Linked DNA regions of Mus musculus: region 2 is linked to region 1. Evidence: chromatin contacts called from public HiChIP or PLAC-seq data. All regions are on one chromosome and are shown on one strand. The core of a region is the stretch at or near the end of the contact, and the rest is flanking DNA. Distances in the headings are between cores, read along the strand shown.

What was found. HiChIP or PLAC-seq counts read pairs in DNA pulled down with a chosen protein or histone mark.
Region 2: an H3K4me3 HiChIP or PLAC-seq map of bone marrow-derived macrophages shows a contact between it and region 1, with 3 times the contacts expected there. The contact joins the enhancer-like site here to the promoter of Tfpt in region 1. A contact is called at or near these places in 5 of 39 promoter capture datasets (the C10 cell line, the HPC-7 cell line, embryonic stem cells and 2 more), 5 of 115 datasets of contacts at active chromatin or transcription factors (acute myeloid leukemia, bone marrow-derived macrophages, embryonic stem cells and 1 more) and 4 of 9 other capture datasets (embryonic stem cells, liver, macrophages and 1 more).

Annotation. Positions count from the first base shown.
Region 1 is chr7:3,628,301-3,633,775 of GRCm38.p6, forward strand. It overlaps Tfpt (TCF3 (E2A) fusion partner), which reads right to left and starts at 1,629. Exons shown (of 6, transcript NM_001290381.1): 1 at 1,252-1,629; 2 at 528-786. The coding sequence starts at 1,274. It overlaps Prpf31 (pre-mRNA processing factor 31), which reads left to right and starts at 1,685. Exons shown (of 14, transcript NM_027328.4): 1 at 1,685-1,756; 2 at 2,258-2,442; 3 at 2,545-2,605; 4 at 4,368-4,451; 5 at 5,004-5,101. The coding sequence starts at 2,266. It overlaps Gm15927 (a long non-coding RNA gene), which reads right to left. Exons shown (of 6, transcript XR_003946711.1): 4 at 4,738-5,475; 5 at 3,898-4,195; 6 at 2,771-3,103.
Region 2 is chr7:3,938,381-3,943,683 of GRCm38.p6, forward strand. No RefSeq gene overlaps it. Among named protein-coding and RNA genes, the nearest start is that of Lilra6, 26 kb to the left of the region's middle. Within about 2 kb of position 1,676, at least 47 of the 459 cell types and tissues checked have an H3K27ac peak or open chromatin away from gene starts, as enhancers often do. A contact at or near this core is called in the HPC-7 cell line, acute myeloid leukemia and bone marrow-derived macrophages, where this site is marked.

The DNA.
Region 1 (5,475 bases), core at 379-2,878:
AGATCTAAAAATCACCTAAGAGACAAGACCCTATGCATGTCTTTGGCATGTGGGTTAATTGAGGTAGGAAGATCTACTCTAAATGTGGGCAGCACCATATCATGGGCTGGAATAAACTGAATAAAAAGGGAAAGTCAAGCTGAGTGCCAGTAGTCATCTCTCCATCTCTCTGCTTCCTGCCTATGGATGCAACATCACCAACTGTCTCATGCCCCTGACACTGTGTCTTCTCTGCCGCCACAGATCCTTAAACTCCAAGTCAATGTAAGCCTTTCCCCAAGTTGCTTTTCCCAGGTCACAACAAGAAAAGTAATGAATATAAATATTCTGGAAGAGACTACTTAGGGTGCCTGGCACAGACTTAGACCCACATGGATCTGTTCACTTGTTCAAGTACAAAAGGAAAGGGAAAAAGAAGGACATGAGGAGGAGGAGGAGGCGGTATGAGGAGGGGGTGGTGTTGGCATCGGCAGCGAGGCGGCAGTTCTGGCGAGAGGACCCCCAAATGGGAATCCACACTTACCTACCTGCTCGATCTCCCGGCAGCGCCGACCTAGTGCCTGGTACTTTCTACGATTTAGTTCCCGCTGGCGACGCCTTCGACCCCGGGCTGCCTCTTCCTCTTCATCTCGCTCCCGGAGTCCTGAATCACCCAGACCACCGGACACAAATTCCACTTCTGTCTCTAGCTCACTTTCTAGGATGTGGCCACCAAACAGGGGAGGCAGAGCCAGCTCTGAGCCTGGTGGCGCTGAGAACTCTTCAAAGCCCACGGCTGCCATGGTCCTGTAGGGCCAAGAAGTTTTAGGAGCCTATATTCTGGCTCTCCAAGTCCCTCCCAGGGGGACTTAGGTCCAGGCCCCAGCCTGGAGCCCAGATCCTAGCCCTCTCCTCCATCACACCCAGCAGCCCAGACTCTAGCCCTCCTCCCTCCTACCAAGAAGCCCAGACCCTAGCCCTTCTTGGTCACTGCCAGGGATCCAGGCCCCAGTCCTCGTCCCTAACAATGAGGAATCAGACCCTAGCCTCCTCCCTCAGACTTTGGAGCCCACACTCCAATCTCCTTGCTCTCAGATCCATAAGAACAGCAAATTCCAAATCTCCCCTACGATGCTCCAGTACTGCCTCCGGTTCTCCCACAGAGATTCGAAAAGAAAGCAACTGCACGAACTTCCCCATCGTCCCTGAGAGCACTACAGCCGATCGTTGCTGTTTTTGGAGTCCCCGTTTACACAAAGCTCAGCTACTCACCCCTCTCTCTGTTCCAACTCCATTTCTCTGGTCAAGAGACACCTCAAGCCTCAGAGAGGTGGAGTCTTGCGCAAAACTACCTCTCCCATCAGGCCTTGCGACACAGGAAAACTGGGAATTAAAGTTTCCTACTCTGCCTTCGTTTGCACCCGACTCCAAATTGCGGCTTGAAGCCTTCGGTTTATCCTCTAGCGCCTGCACCGATCGTCCACGTTGTCACCTTCTTTACTCCTGTCTTGTCGCAGTGTCGACTAGCCAAAGCGAATCTCTGTTTAGCAGGCTCAATCCACGGCGACGTACGACTTCCCCTAGCCCTAGAACCCAGCACTCCCGGTCGCCGTCCCGCGAGGCGGCTGCTAATAAAGTTGTTGTCCAAACGCTGCCGGAAATGTCGTAAACGGCCAATCAAAACACAGATTTATCGGCGGCAAGTAAACGTCATCAAAGAGAGCCGAAGCTCTGGGGAAGCAGATTTCTTGGAAACGATTGTGAGAGGATCGAAGCGGTGAGTGTGATGGAGAAGAAGGGATGGCCGGAAGCCAAGCTACTGGAGGAGAAAGTGTAGCGGGCGACTTAAATCATAGTATAAATAATAATATTAAACGTATGGAGCGCCTTAGAACTAATATTCAAGACGTGAGTGGATCACAGCATAACTTTAGGCTGAAATATGGCACGTGGGCCAGACGGGTGGAATGAAAGAACTGAAGGCAGGGTGAGGGAGCAAAGAGCCGGGTTAGGCAAAGATGAATAGTTGCTCAAAGACCCAGAGGTGTGGGGAAAAGTTGCCAGGTCAGGTGGTACCTGGAGGGATGTGCTGTGTTCTGTGTGGGTAGGAACAGGAGACAACCTCCGTGAACTAAGCAAGCTGTGGAGCCTGCGTGCGGCTACAGGAGCTGATGAAGAAGAAACTTAAGGGGATCCGGGAGAAGGTGCTCCTTCTGGTGATATGAGTGGACAGGGTCAAGATGCAGTATTAGGGAACCCCATTCTCCCTTTCCCATAGGCCTTGGGATGTCTCTGGCTGATGAGCTCTTGGCTGACCTCGAGGAGGCAGCAGAAGAAGAGGAAGGAGGAAGCTATGGAGAAGAGGAGGAGGAGCCAGCAATTGAGGATGTACAGGAGGAGACCCAGCTGGATCTTTCTGGAGATTCAGTCAAGAGCATTGCCAAGCTATGGGACAGCAAGATGGTGAGGTGGCACCCTTTAAGTCAGCGTTCCTAGGGAGGAGTGGCCGGAGAGCAGTTCTTTCTGAGAGGCCTAGTTTCTGACTGTGCTCTCCTTCCTCATCAGTTTGCTGAGATCATGATGAAGATTGAGGAGTATATCAGCAAGCAAGCCAACGTGTCGGAAGGTGCCTCCCACCCTCACTTTCCTCTGCCCATTCTGACTCCCCGACTCTCTTGCTCCTTATGGTTTTATCACCAAGTGTCTCCCTCCTCAGCTTTCCTCAGAGCATTCATTCTTCTTTTTTTTTTTAAATCCAGTTACTGACCCTCTGAAAACATACTGCATTGTACCCAGACATGATATGTGTTTATATCTCACCACTTAGGAGACTGAGGCAGCAGGTACATGAATGAGTTCAAGTCCAGTCTGGTCAGAGTCAGCCTGGGTAAAACCCTGTCTCAGAAATAGGTACATTCATGGAGTTGGAGAGATAGTTAAGAGTATCTGCTGCTCTTCCAGAGGTCTTGGGTTTAGTTCTTAGCATCCACATGGGTCATAACTATCTGTAACTCCAGTTCTTGGTGATCTGACATCTTCTGCTCTCCATGGGCATTATATATATATTATGCACATCAGGCAAAACGCATACATACATTTTTTTTAGAAGAAAGTGAGACAACACCTATGTTTAAAAAAAAGGAAGAAAGAAAAATAAACATGCATATTGTACTATAAAACTGATGTGTTTTCTAATTGTGAGAAGACTTGTCTCTGGGTTCTCTGAACTATAGGACCTTTTCCACATCCACAGACAGGGTGTGTACACATGTATGTACGTATATTTTTAAATATGGAGACAAGGTTTCACTCTGAAGTTCAGACTGGCCTAGAAGTTACTAGGTAGCCTATAGTGGCCTTGAACTCTCAGCAACCATCCTTTTTCAGCCTCCTGAGTGTGAGGCAGAAGCAACCATGCCCACTCTGTAGTCCCTACAGAAGGGACTGACTAACCCTGCATTGGGTCAGGGAAGAAGTGCCCCCTGTTGGAATTTGAGTACTTGTGCTAACCCTGGGGAAGGAACAAGGGCTGTTAATTCACTGAGTGATGGGAGTCTCCCAGCCAGCTTCTACAGGGATTCCAAGTGGCAGGCAGAGAAACTTCTTGTTCCGTAAAGCCAAAGAAAGTCACAGAACGTGACTGCCTGATGTCAAGTTTGATGAATCAGGTCTGCTCATGTCAGGTGTCTTAACTAGTGGGGGAAGTGGACACAAAGCCTGTCTAGCAGAGGTGGCCCAATTCATGCAGACTGTCACCCTTCTGGGGTGGAGGTGGGGGGTTGTTTAATGCCCTCAGAGTTTTAATGACCTAAAGGGACATGTGAGGCCACATTACTCAATACCAATTTAATTGTCTATGCATAAAGTGTGGTTTCTAGAAACAGACTTAAGGAATGTCCCAGGGAGATGGAGCAGTACCTGTGAAGGCAGGAGGAGTGAAATAGCCTTGAGTGCCCGGTGGCGGCTGGGAGGATGGAGCAGAAAAGCAGAAAGGATAATGCTGTAGAGCCAACGAGTCACCGGATCTCACTGAAGGGACTCCTGTGCTGTGTGCACCAAGGTTGCAGGTGTGGGGAACGTGGACCTCCATCTGTATGGGAGACCTTGAGTGCCAGTCTGAGGATCTTGCTCGCTAGCCTCAAGGCTTTGGGAAGCTATAGGAAGGTTTAATTTTGGAGCAAGATGAGGTCAAGACCAGATTGACCCAGAGGATAGACTGCAGGAGAAAGATGAGAAGCAGGAGTAAGGCTCCTGGAGAGGAATATAAGCCTCAGTGAATTCTTCAGCCCTTATGTAGCCCCCTCAGCCCCTCCTTTCTGATTCCATCCAGCCTCCACCTCAGTCCCCAGCTTCGTTCCTCCCCCATCCATATCCCTTCTTCTTTGTAGTGATGGGACCAGTGGAGGCAGCTCCTGAGTACCGAGTCATTGTGGATGCCAACAACCTGACTGTGGAGATAGAAAATGAGCTGAGTGAGTGATGGGAAGGGCTATGGAGACACCAGTATCCTGTGCTCTTCACTCTTTCGTTATGACCCAAAGGGAAGAACAGGCATGAACCTGGACCTCTTTTGTTTGCCTTTCTTGGGCAAAAATATTGCCCTGATTAGGTTCATCTTCTATAACAGAGTAACTAACATAAATTGTACTCTCCTCCATCATAAAAGTCTGAATAAGCAGGGCAGGTCTCGAGTCATCCTTTGACCCCCTTGAGCAGCCAGGCTTTGCCACCTCGTACGTGCTCCAGGATGATGCCCACCTCTGCATCCCTACCAGCAAATGTGGAGGGAAGATAGGCCATAGTTGTTTCCTTAAGGCCACGATCTGGAAGTTGAAAATTGTCACTTTCAGTTCATATTTTGTAGACTTTTGTAGAACAAACTCCCACCTGCACATAGCATTGGAGACAGCTAGGAAATTAGAATGATTTGGGGTTGGTTACTAGAGAGGTGGAAGTAGGTATTGGGGATAGCAGCAGAGTCTGCCTCCCCCTCAGTAGACACCTGTCCTTGATGTCCCATTTAGACATTATCCACAAGTTCATCCGGGATAAATACTCAAAGAGATTCCCTGAGCTAGAATCCTTGGTGCCCAATGCTCTGGATTACATCCGCACAGTCAAGGTGAGTGGAGAGAAGTCTGGCTTGGGAAGAACTGGGGCCACTAGACCATGAAACCTCAAGTCTAGAAATAATGGAGAGTCATGAATGGGGCTCAGTGGTGAGGGACAGATACTGGAATGGATGTGTCATGCACATCTCTTGCTTCCTTCCTCCCCTTGGTTTCATGGGAGGATAACCACTGACCTGGCCCTTACCTCTGGCTGCAGTTGGAGCAGGTGTCCTTTGAGCTGGCAGAGGCCACCGCTGAATAAGAGCTAAGACCCTGCGTGGGAACAAGCAAGGATGAAGTCAGAAGGGGCAGGGAGGGAAGCTTGGAGAGGTCAGAAAGGGCAGAGAACATTAGATGTGGAAGGTGTTGGCTTCTCTACAAGGGA
Region 2 (5,303 bases), core at 426-2,925, 310 kb after region 1:
TTAATTAATCAATCATTATAAACTAAATCTAAGCTACACAAATCTACCATCTCTAAGGTATACTTAAGCAGATCAATCTTCTTGAATGTTCAGAATGCAGAACACAGGGTAAAAGCATGGTGTTTATGTTCACATTGATATTAGGTTCTTGATCAGGATCTCTGTTATCAACTGTTCTCAGAAGTGCCATTATGTATGTATGTCTTCTTCCATGTTATTCCACATATCTTCTTCATCATGTTACAGGATGTCTGAGCTGTTCTTGGTGCATGCAGGATGGGCATCTAGTCACCATGGCTCACAGGAAAAATAGGGCCAATGAGTGGACAGTGCCAATCTCTGGACTCCTGTATATGTAATGATTGACGGAAAATATGGAAAAGATCCTGTCTCTCTTGGATTCCCTGTGCATAGCTTGGCATTAATCTATGCAGGTTGGACACTGCAAAGGAAAGCTGCATCAAGAGCTAAGGTTTATGTCTTTATTATGACACATGCTCAGCAGTTGTCAGTGAAGTGTCTTTTTCTAAAAACTCTAAATTAACCTGTTGTTGGGCAGAGTGCATATAATGTGTTCATAGAAAAGAAATTCATTGTTAAGTCACCCTGGCTTATTCTGAAGCATGTGAAGGCCAAGAAAGCTCCATATAGTCCCACAATCCGAAACTGTTCTAATCTGATATGACTCAAAGACCCCCGATGTAAGGTACACTTTCAGGGTCTCTCGGCAAAATGCAAGAAATGTGCTGATAATGTACCTGCAGATAATGTTAAATTAACCACCTTGTCTCCTTCTGCAATAAGACTAACCATAAGCAAACTTTCTTACTCATGTCCTAACCCCACCTCATGTTGCATTGGTAATAGCTTCACATTTCTTCTGATCTTGGGTTGTTCCTTGAGGCATGGAAAACCTTTTCTCCTGGTGACAGTCATTACTGCCTTGGGCCTGGACCAATTATCAGACATGCACTGACATCATAGAGGGTAACAAGGTATCATTATGATTCATGAATAGTGTCTCATTTCTTTATATTGTCTGAAGGCCAGAAATATCTGCAGAAAGGACCTGTTTCTCAACCAGTCACTTCTAAGTGATTATGAGTTAGGGTTTGTTCTACTTTCTCAGACCTTCCTCCTGCATATCCATTATTTCTTCAGCCTGTCCATTTACAAAGATTTTGAGTCCTTACCTTAAGTAGTCATCTTTCTTGTCTTAAAGATACTTTGGCAAAGATGAAGGTGATGCTGTACAGAGTTTGCAGAGCAGCTGACACACACTGAGCCCCGAATGCACTTCATGATGAGCCAAATCCTTTTTTCCAAAGCTCTCGCCAATTCGAGAATTGTTCGTTCCTTCCATTACTCATGCAAACATCACTAACCAAGGTCCTATTGTCACATCTATTTATTCCTTTCTGGAGACTGACTGATGTAGTTCACCAAGTAGTTCCTTCCTGGGACTGAAAAACACATATTTACACAGGTGCCAAGGATGGTTAAAATAACTTCAGGTTTCTGCACTTCAGGGAGCTATATGGAAAGGAAAGTTAAGCCTCTCTCATAATGGTAAACAAGTAAATTTTGGATTGAGGTTGTATTGAAGACAGGTATGGTCAAGATCAGAACAGAGGGCAGTACACAGTTAGGATTGCTTACTCATCAAGGAGCATGAGTAATTCTGAGAATTGAAACTTTTACAGAGAATTTTGGTACCATCTTAGTCTTACACATTAAGTAAGATCTGTGGTTTCACCTCAAAATAAAGGGTAATCTTTAGGCAAAGGAATATTTGACCTTGTTACTGTTCTAGGGAATCAAATGATATGTAGGGACGATGGTATAAGTAACAAATTGATAATAATCAGTAAATCTCTAGTAGTAATATGAACCCAACCTATGTGCCCATCTATGTAGTTAGTTGTGTATGTGAGTTTCAGCTGCCCCCTAGTGTGGAACTGATCTAATGAATATATACTAATTTAGTGGGTCTAGACAAGAATGCTTCTCTGCCCAACTAAATATGCAGTCTACAATGGTGCTTTCTAGTTCCTCATTGTACCTGTAAAGCAAATATAAGAGTCACAGGTATTTTAGCAACTGAAGCACTACCTCTCACTTTCTTTGTCACTGTCTGTTTTCTCTGCCCCCACCCCCGTGTGTGTGTGCATGCATGTTTTGTAGAAGCAACTTGCGTGCTGTTAGCTTGGGGAGAGATAGACTCTATTGACTATTAACACATGGAATGGATTCTATGTAATTCTACGAGAAGAAAGTCATGAATGAAGGATTCAGCATGGAAGATGGTAGGGAGCAGAGTAGAGTATTAGAATATTGAGAGAGTTGAGTGGAATGGAATAACGATAGACAGGAGCATGTTGTGCTGCATAAGTTCGGTAATTTGATAGTATAGACAGATGGTTCATGGAGCCTGAACTGTGTTGATGCCAGGGGACAGTGACAGACACAGATCAGTTTGGGACTATTTGAAGTTAATCTTCAGATGAAGATGGAAGAATGGAGAATCTTAGGATGCTTCTTTAAGGCTGGAGATGATTGATGATCAAACATTGCTACCACTGGAAGACAGTCCCAGAACATGATCAAAGAGAGCTCTACAAGCCATAGGTGGTTCAAATGGGGGAGCTGAAGTATCTTCTGGCCGATAACTGGACTTTCGTTACTATAAGTTCCTTATTCCTCTGAGTTCCTCATTTCTGTGAAGAGAAGAAACTCCTACTTCTGTCTCTGTGGCTAAAACCCCACAAAGCATATCCTTCCTTGGTTCCTCTTGTCTCTGGGTGACAGTTTCTCTTGAGACACTGCAGATCTTTTCTCCATGTCATGGGTATTAATGTTCAGGAAGGGAAAGTCGTGGTTTTCTATATAAGATACATGAACAACATTGACCAGTGCTTAACCTCAAGAGGTAATTATCTTCCTACTGTCTTCAGGCCACAATGATGTTAATGACCATTCTTTGAGGGTTAGTGTAAGGATCACACACTAAGTGACATGGAAACTTTTAAATATATATTATAAGATTATAAGATATAAAGTGGAAGAGTATATTGATCTATAGGCATAGCCTCAAAATCTATCTCTCTTCACCCACTTCACAGAGATTAGTGAAGGGAACCAAGGGTGGAATTCTTGACGTAGCCACTACCATTCATATTATTCCAATATGTATCTCAGAAGATGGAAAGATCTCCCATGCTCATTGATTGGCAGGATCAATATAGTAAAAATGGCTATCTTGCCGAAAGTAATCTACAGATTCAATGCAATCCCCATCAAAATTCCAATTCAATTCTTCAACGAATTAGAAAGGGCAATTTGCAAATTCATCTGGAATAACAAAAAACCTAGGATAGCAAAAAGTCTTCTCAAGGATAAAAGAACCTCTGGTGGAATCACCATGCCTGACCTAAAGCTTTACTACAGAGCAATTGTGATAAAAACTGGTACTGGTACATCAACAGACAGGTAGATCAATGGAATAGAATTGAAGACCCAGAAATGAACCCACACACCTATGGTCACTTGATCTTTGACAAAGGAGCTAAAATCATCCAGTGAAAAAAGACAGCTTTTTTTTTTCCAGGCTGGCCTCAAACACAGAAATCCACCTGCCTCTGCCTCCCAAGTGCTAGGATTAAAGGCATGCTCTACCATGCCCAGCATGACAGCATTTTCAACAAATGGTGCTGGCACAACTGGCGGTTATCATGTAGAAGAATGCAAATTGATCCATACTTATCTCCTTGTACAAAGGTCACATCTATGTGGATCAAGGAACTCCACATAAAACCAGAGACACTGAAACATATAGAGGAGAAAGTGGGAGAAAGCCTTGAAGACATGGGTACAGGGGAAAATTTTCTGAATAGAACAGCAATGGCTTGTGCTGTAAGATCGAGAACTGACAAATGGGACCTCATAAAATTGCAAAGCTTCTGTAAGGCAAAAGACACTGTCAATAAGACAAAAAGGACACCAACAGATTGGGAAAGGATCTTTACCTATCCTAAATCAGATAGGGAACTAATATCCAATATATACAAATAACCCAAGAAGATGGACTCCAGAAAATCAAATAACCCTATTAAAAAATAGGGTACAGAGCTAAACAAAGAATTCTCAACTGAGGAATACTGAATGGCTGAGAAGCACCTAAAAAAATGTTCAACATCCTTAATCATCAGGGAAATGCAAATCAAAATAACCCTGAGATTCCACCTCACACCAGTCAGAATGGCTATGATAAAAAAGTCAGGTGACAGCAGATGCTGGCGAGGATGTGGAGAAAGAGGAACGCTCCTCCATTGTTGGTGGGATTGCAAGCTGGTACAACCACTCTGGAATTCATTTTTGATGTTCCTCAGAAAATTGGACATAGTACTACCTGTATGTCCTGCAATACCTCTCCTGGGCATATACCCAGATGATGTTCCAACTTGTAATAAGGACACATGCTCCACTATGTTCATAGTAGCCTAATTTATAATAGCCAGAAGCTGGAAAGAACCCAGATGTTCCTCAACAGAAGAATGGATACAGAAAATGTGGTACATTTACACTACTCAGCTATTAAAAACAATGAATTTTTGAAATTCTTAGGTAAATGGATGTATCTGGAGGATATCATCCTGAGTGAGGTAACCCAATCACAAAAGAACTCACTTGATATACACTCACTGATAAGTGGATATTAGCCCAGAAACTTAGCATACCCAAGATACAATTTGCAAAACACATGAAACTCAAGAAGAAGAAAGACCATAGTGTGGATACTTTGTTCCTTCTTAGAATGGGGAATAAAATACCCATGGAAGGAGTTACAGAGACAAAGATCAGAGCAGATCCTGAAGGGATGACCATCCAGAGACTGCCCCACTTGGGGATCCACCTCATAAACAACCACCAAACCCAGTCACTAGGGAGATGCCAACAAGAGCCTGTTGACAGGAGTCTGATATAGCTGTCTCCTGTGAGGCTCTGCCAGTGCTTATCAAATACAGAATTGGATGCTCACAGTCATTGATTGGACGGAACACAAGGTCCCCAATGAAGGAGCCAGAGAAATACCCAGGGAGCTGAAGGGAACTGAATCCTCATAGAGGGAACATCAATATAAACTAACCAGTATCCCCTGGGCTCCTTGGAACTATACCGCCAATCAAAGAAATCACGTGGTTGAACTTGTGTCTCTAGCTATATATGTAGCAGAGGATGGCCTCGTTGGTCATCAATGGGAGGAGAGGCCCTTGGTCCTGTGCAGGTTTTAGGCCCCAGTTTAG